Linked DNA regions of Mus musculus: region 1 is linked to region 2. A link is a contact called in public promoter capture Hi-C data. All regions are on one chromosome and are shown on one strand. The core of a region is the stretch at or near the end of the contact, and the rest is flanking DNA. Distances in the headings are between cores, read along the strand shown.

Evidence for each region. Promoter capture Hi-C pulls out the DNA fragments that hold promoters and counts their contacts.
Region 1: a promoter capture Hi-C map of pre-B cells shows a contact between it and region 2. The contact joins the promoter of Pramel12 here to the promoter of Ppie in region 2. A contact is called at or near these places in 2 of 39 promoter capture datasets (liver and pre-B cells) and 1 of 9 other capture datasets (adipose tissue).

Annotation. Positions count from the first base shown.
Region 1 is chr4:143,410,873-143,414,609 of GRCm38.p6, forward strand. Pramel12 (PRAME like 12) reads left to right here and starts at 1,554. Exons shown (of 5, transcript NM_172877.3): 1 at 1,554-2,219.
Region 2 is chr4:123,137,744-123,141,663 of GRCm38.p6, forward strand. Ppie (peptidylprolyl isomerase E (cyclophilin E)) reads right to left here and starts at 2,208. Exons shown (of 10, transcript NM_019489.6): 1 at 2,159-2,208; 2 at 1,123-1,221. The coding sequence starts at 2,189.

The DNA of each region.
Region 1 (3,737 bases), core at 304-2,803, about 20 Mb after region 2:
AAACTGAGTTTTAGTATGTTGTCCAGGCTAGACCCAAAACTTGTAGCAAGCTTTCTTCAGCCTCCTGAGTGCTGAGATATAAGCTTGAGCTATCACTCTGGCTTTACCTTCCTTTTCATTTTTTAAAAAAAAGTATGTGTATTTTCTGTATGTCTGTGGGTGTATGTGGAGGTCAGAGGGCAAGCCCAAGAGTCAGTTTTCTTCTTCCAGCACTTAAGTGTGTGACTGAACCCAATAGTCTAGTGCTGTGGCAGGTCTCCTTACCTATGAGCCATTTCACCCACCCCACAGCCCCCACTCTCTATTGCATGTTCTCTAGCCAGTGTGCTGGCTGACACTTTCTGAAGCATCTTCTACCTTCTGGAAAACCTAATGTGGAAAACCTTTGTTCTCAAAGGCAAGTTTCTTCATCGTTTGAGAGTAAGGGTCTATATAGCCTGGGCCGGCAATGAAGCTTGGGGAAAAATGACTTTGAACTGATCCTCCTAACTCTTAACTTTTTAGTTCTGAGATTACAAGTATGCCCCACAGTGTCTGTCTGGTGCATGCAGTGCTTGCTGGACAGTGCACCTTTGAGAATACTGGGCAGCAACTGTTCTATAAACTGAGCTTTCTTCCCAGGCCACTTACTGCAGTATTAATGGGAACATCTTCCTGCCTTCTGAGAAGATGCCACAGCAGATGACTGGTAGAGAGCATCCAGCTCAGGCCCTGATCCAGAACATATTCGTAACTTTGCCAATAATAATATCAGCTTTAAGAAATGTCTATTCGTCAGGCACAGATTAAAACTCCTATCCCCAGTGACTCATACTTAGAACTAAGTGGGCCACAAATGAATACAATTCCGCCAGGTATGTTGGCTCACAACTTCCTCTTGGCTCAACCCCAGAGGAAGGTGGAGACTGGAGACTGGCTAAGAGTTGGAGTTCCAAATCAACCTTAGGTACTGAGCAAGATTCCACCTCTGAAACTCTAAGTCTCAAATAAATGGCTGAGGTGCCTATTTAACATATCAATGTGGACCAGGCTGCCACGTTCTCCCAGTACCCCTTGTTACAGGGTATGGCTGGCACACTCCACCTTCTACCCCAAATTCTCCAGCTTGTGTTGCCCTTCTCTATATAACCCAGCCATTTTAGTTACCTGCCCCCTTTTTACCTTTTGGCCACAGCACCCGGGTCTTATGGCTCAGGGGTTATGTCCACTCTGAACTCCCCCAGCTGTCTGCCTATGCTTCCCTTTTCCCCTACAATAAACCTCCTCCTCCACCATACTTAGAAGCAGCCATGTCCTTAGTTTATTATTTTTTCATTCATGAAAGAAATGCAGAACCAAGTGAATTAACAAGAAAATAAATAAGTAAAGCAAATACAGAAAACAAATTGAATGAAGTGAATTAACGCATCGGCTTTTGACTTTCACGGAATCTCAGTTTTTTTTTTTAAATTATTATTTTTTGAGTCAGAGTTTCACTATGTAGTCCTGGCTGTATTGGAGCTCTACGTAGAGCAGGCTGCTCCGGACGTCACAGGGATCCGCCTGAATCGCTCACAGGAGTTCTGGGATTAAGGGCGTGAACCGCTTCCGCGGCTTTCAGGATTTTTTTCCCTCATCTCCGTGAATTTGGCTTTACCTCCCCAGAGATCCGCCTGCATCTGCCTCTCCGCGGATGTGCGCGGTTTTCCCGGCTGTTTTTTTCTTTCTTTCTTTTTTTTTTTTCCTTTTCCACGGAGACTATGTTGTCAATCAATACAGAAACAGAAAACGCCCAGACGTGGCGGAAACTCAGTCATCCAATCAGAGGACGGCTTGTGGTTGACAGGCGGGACTACAAACCGGAAATGTGAGACAGAATACGCGGACCGAGCCGGGGGAGGGGCGACCAAAAAGAAAACAAAAAACAAAAAACAAACCGCCGAAAAACAAAAAAATAAAAACCGCTTCAGGCCGGAAGTATAAAACGGAACCCGGAAGTGTGGGACCGGATACGGCTAAAACACTTCAGGCCGGAAGTGCGAGACAGATACGGATGAAAACGCTGCAGGCCGGAAGTGCGAGACGGATGAAAACGCCTCAGGCCGGAAGTTTGAAGTGAAGATGGCTATAAAAGCTTTAGAGAAGCTCGGGAAGACACTCACCAGCACTTGGAGTCCGAGCTTGGACTGACTGCCTGGGCCTGCTGGGATTCTGAGTTCTGCCATCAGTTCTTGTTTCTGGTAAGTCAGTCACCTCCAGAAGGGCACAGTTTTGATTGAGGGCCACTTGACCCAAGATGCCAAAGGAACTCTGATTTCTTCTCTTCCCAGGAACAGATCGCAGGCATTGAGTTTACTAATAGTGATGGTTGCCATCATCTTCGACCTTAATTTGCTGGTTTCATTTATTATTTTATTTTATTTGAGGCATGACCTTACTTTGCTGCCCAGGCCCACCTAGAACGCAGATCAGCCAAGAGTGCTTTTAAATTACCTGGCAGTTCTGCATCTGCCTCCCCAAGCTGGAACTACAAGCTGAAAGTTAATGGAATATCTAGAATTATACCTTGGTTTGTGTCAAGTTAAATTTTTTCTTTGTTTTTTGTTTTTGTTTTTGTTTTTTTAGATGGGGCCTTAGTCTAGCTCAGGTTGGCTTCAGACTGCCTCACCCCTCTGAATGTTGAATTAATGATTCAATATTTAAGGCTTATTTTAATTTTTCTTTTTAGAGACAGAGTCACATGCAGAATATGGTAGAATTCACATGTAGTCTCATCATATCTGACTTCACATTTTAAAATTTTCATTTCATTTTATTTTGAAGACATAGTCTTATCTGATCCTTTTAATTCCATCTTCTTAGAGTTTGGATTTTATTCATTTACATTCTTACTTTTTTTTTTTTTTTTTTTTTTTAGGCAGAGTTTCTCTGTAGCCCTGGGTGACCTGGAATGCACAGAGATCCATTTGCATCTGCTTCTTGAGTATTTGGTTTTAAGGCTTTGGTTTTAAGGCATGCACTACCATGTCTAGCTAGTGTTGCCCACTGACTTTAAAATTTCTTAAAGACAGAGTCTCGTTAAGCTTGGGCTGGTCTCAGTTGAACCCCTGACCTTCTAACTCTACATTTGATTGATTAGCTTGAAATTCCTTAAATTTTACAAAAGTTAATGTTTTGAAATTTGAGATCTAAATTGAGATTTGTTTTCTTTCTTTCACTTTTTGTTTTTGTTTTTTTTTTTTAAATTTTTCAGAGACAGGGTTTCTTTTGTACCCCCTGCTGTCCTGGAACTAGCATTGAAGACCAGGCTGGCCTCAAACTCACAGAGACCTGCCTGCCTCTGCTGCTTCCTTGGCGTTGGGATTGAAGAGGTTTTATGGCACAGGACTACAAGTCCCATCTCGTCTGAGGACTGAAGCTATAGGAATGTAGTTGGTTTAGCCTGGATAATTTAACTTGACCTTGATCCAAATTAAAATAAAAAGAAGCCAGGTGGGCTGCTTACTTCTTTCTGGCATTCCAGCCCTAGAAACACAATGAAGCGTGATCTCCAGTTCTGGGCTAGACTGGGGTGACCTTGTTTACATAAAATGAAACAAATGAGTTAGGAATGCAGCCTACTGGCAGAGTGCTTGTCTAGTTTGGGCCAGGCCCTGGGATCAAACCCAAACAACCTCACCTCAAAATTATTTTGAATCTGTTTTTTTTAAAAATTTTATTTGTGTATGGGTGTTTTGCCTGTATATGTGTATGCACCA
Region 2 (3,920 bases), core at 958-3,457:
ATAATAAACATCTTCTAGGGATAAAGCTACATACTGAGGAGCTGGAGAGATGGCTCAGCGGTTAAGAGCACTGACTGCTCTTCCAAAGGTCCTGAGTTCAAATCCCAGCAACCACAAGGTGGCTTACAATCATCCCTAATGAGATCTGACACCCTCTTCTGGTGCATCTGAAGACAGCTACAGATATAATAGATATAATAATAAATGAATCCTTTTTTTTTTTAAAGCTACATATTGAACTTCAACTTCTCATGAAGTGTAAACTGGCAAGGTAAGTTATTTAGCAAATCAACTATTTATCCAAATCTACAATTTGATTCCAGGTGCCACAGCACACACCTGTAATGCTAACTACTTAGGAAGCTAAGACAGAAGGATCATCAGTTTGGAGGCCAGCCCGGACAACACAGTTAAATCATTTTGAAATAGAAACAAAACAAAAACAAATACAGGCCAAAAAAAAAAAAAAGCCATCAACCAAATATATAATCTGATCAACTACAGATAAATTCTAAAACCTGTAAGGAGATTCAGTTTTATCCTGAGACAAATTCTGAGCTAAGAAAAAGCCCCCACACAACAGTGCCAACTAGAAAGTCAGTAGAACATTTCTTGCATATGTTTCTGCTGTAGCCCAGACTGACCTTAAACTCTATCCTCCCGCTGCAGCCTCTGAATTGCTAGGTTTACAGGCATGTGCCACCGTGGCCATCAACTACTCTACTGGTTTTTAGGGGGTGGGGAGATTCCCCAGACTCAGAGTTTAAAGATCTTGCTATTCCCACCCTGTCTCTCTCCTCTCTGCCCCTCTGCCTCTCTGTGTGTGTCTCTGCCCCTCTGCCTCTCTGTGTGTGTCTCTGTGTGTGTCTCTGCCCCTCTGCCTCTCTGTGTGTGTCTCTGTGTGTGTCTCTGCCCCTCTGCCCCTCTGTGTGTGTCTCTGTGTGTGTCTCTGCCCCTCTGTGTGTGTCTCTGTGTGATTAGTGCTGGGAACTGAAACCAAAGCCTCATATGGTGGGCAAGAATTCTACTAGAACTTAAGAATGTAAATTTAGAACTGGAATGTGACTTTAATTCTTTCCCTATCGGAGGGTAATGAGCGTTAAAGACACTCAAATGACCCACCTGTTTCATAGTCCAGAGGAATTTGAATATCTGTGATGTCTCCAAAGGGGATAAATGCAGCATGAAGAACCTTGTCGTCCACCTCTTCTGCCAGCCCGCCTGCAAATGAGCCAAGGACCTTCTGAGCCGCTGTCCTACACACTCAGAGGTCCCTGCACACCAGGGACTTTGCCTGTCACTGGTATGACAGGCAAAGGGAGGGATCTTTCCATCCAGTCCTTTGTCTACACAAACATCTCTCTCTACAGCCTACCCACACTACTTTCCTTTCTTCAATCTCCTTTTAAACAGTTCTGATTCGATCTCCAACTCTTGTGAAAGCTTTGTAACTGACCTCTCTGCCTCAATTCCTTCCTCCAACCGCCCCCCCCCAACCAAATATAAGTGGAAATGAATCCATCGGTTCTCTTAGACTTCAAAGTCTTAAATGTCACTGTCCTCAAGATAAAGTGAGAGCTCCTTGGTAGTGTACACAGGGTTATCATCCGACTCTCGCCGATCTCTCTTGTATCTTCCATTTTGTTTTCCCCAATTTCCCTGAGTTTCTCGAAAAATGACCCAGCTGCCCCTAGGCGCCAGGCTCTTTTACGCCTTTGAGCTTCGGCTCCGGTGCAGCGAACAGCTTTGCCTCTACTCTGACTCTTTGCCCAACTCCTGCTCAACTTCTGCGTCCCGGCAACAGAAAGTTTGCCCTCACCCAAGTTCCTGTCATCATTGTTAGTCCCTATTACAACGCTAGGGTGTGTAGGTTATTTCCCACTTTCTCCTAGATAGTCTGGTAACTCCTCCTTTAGGGCAGAGATCCAGCCATTCCGCACTGAATGTTTGTAAAACGAATGGGCGGGAGGGATTTGGAAGCCCAAAATTCTTGTCACTCGTCGGGGTTCCTGTGCGCTTAGTGGACTAGGAAGGTCGCCGGAATTGTCCTTCCATCTCGGGCTCACACCCTCAGGCCCAGCAAGCCCTCCATAGACCCCGGCTGCTTTCCCCCTTTCCCACATTGCTCAGACTAAGTCTAGCTCCCGCGCCTGCTCACCCACGTACAGCACACGCTTGGTGGTGGCCATCTTGCTCGCGCCCGTTTCCGCCGGAAGCCGGCACTCGGCCGGCCCCCTCGCCGTCGCCCCTCCCCTTAGGTCGGGGCGGGTCTTTGTGCGGCTGCAGGCTCCGCCCCTTCTTGGCTGTAGCTCCCAGAGCTGGAAGGAAACAAACCTTGGTCTGATCAACCTAGATATTAACGGCAATTGAACCATTACCAACACACTATGGTCCGGGCTGTCCAGGCAGCTGTTTTTGGCCAATTCGGGAGCCAAGAACGGTTTTTACACTTTGAACCGGGGTGAGGCGAAGGATCGACAATATTTCTTGAGAGATGAAAATTATATGAAATTAAAATTTCAATATCACGAAGTTTAATTGTTAGAGTATAGCCACATCCGTTCCTTTTCTATTGTCTGGCTGCTTTCATGTTACAAAGGGAAGAGACCTGTTCCTCCCACGGCCATTGATATTTTACCATCTGGCCCTTTGGGCAAAGTGTTTGCTATACTCTTGTTCTAACGTAATATTTAAATTTATAGGTTCTCAATAGCAGTACAAAACAGTAGGATCACATTTGTTTGCTTGTTAGAGTATCCCACTATGCCTTCCAGATCTCAGCCTCCCCAGTGCTGAAATCCCAATTGAATACCACCAACCTACCTCAAATAGAAATTTAACAAGTTTTATTTTATGTATTTATTTTGAGACTGGATCTTCCTATGTAGTCCTGAATATCTTGGAATTCACTATGTAAACCAGGCTGACCTTGAACTTACAGAGATCTCTTCCTGAGGGTTGGGACTAAAAGCATATACCACCACAGGAAGCTTTGCTGTATTGTTAAAGGGCTCTAGCAGGCCCAAGCTTGGTAAGCACAGGTGTGGCAGGCCTTGTCCTTCTCCCCATTCCCTCTGCCTTGCTAATAAACAAACAAACAAACAGGGTTATATTCCTAAAGCTAGCCGTAGGCCAAATAAGGTCTATTCCCTTATTTGGCCTCCTCCTGAGGATGATCACCAAGGTCCAGCTATCAAAGTATTAAAGTTCAACAATTGTATTAGTCAGGGTTCTCTAGAGTCACAGAACTGTGGGTAGTCTCTATATAGTAAAGGAATTTAATCTTAATCTTTGATCTCCCTGTCTTAATCTTCTGAAATCCATAGCCACTATGCCTCAAGATCTCCATACTGAGATCCAGGTCAGAAACTTCTATCTCTCAGCCTCCAGATTAGGGTCACTGATGAGCCTTCCAATTCTGGATTGTAGTTCATTCCAGATATAGTCAAGTTGACAACCAGAAATAGCCACTACAACAGTCAAATCCCCCCTTGGCCTACCCTAATTAATACGGTCAACCAAAACATGACCACCACATCCTAGCCATTCTATCACAGATTCCCCTCTTTTTCCTCTTAAAAAAACATCACACCCACAAGGTCATTTGCTGCTGCTGTCTGCCTGAGCGGAGAACAGTCACTTTCCCCTGCTCAGTAAAGGATCTCTCTATGGAAATAGGTGTTTGAGTGTGGTTTGTGCCTAACCCAGTGTTCAAGAGGGAACACTGTGTGCGGGTCCCTTCAGTTACGGTGCTGGAGATCAGACGTAGAGCTGAAGACCATTCCTCGGCAAATATTCTACCACTGATCCATATCCTCAGCTACTGTAGGCAGAGCATTTAGATTTTCCTGAGGTAACTTTTATAAACTTTGTTATTCAAATGTGTGTGTATACGCATACTTGTGGAAGCCAGAGGACAA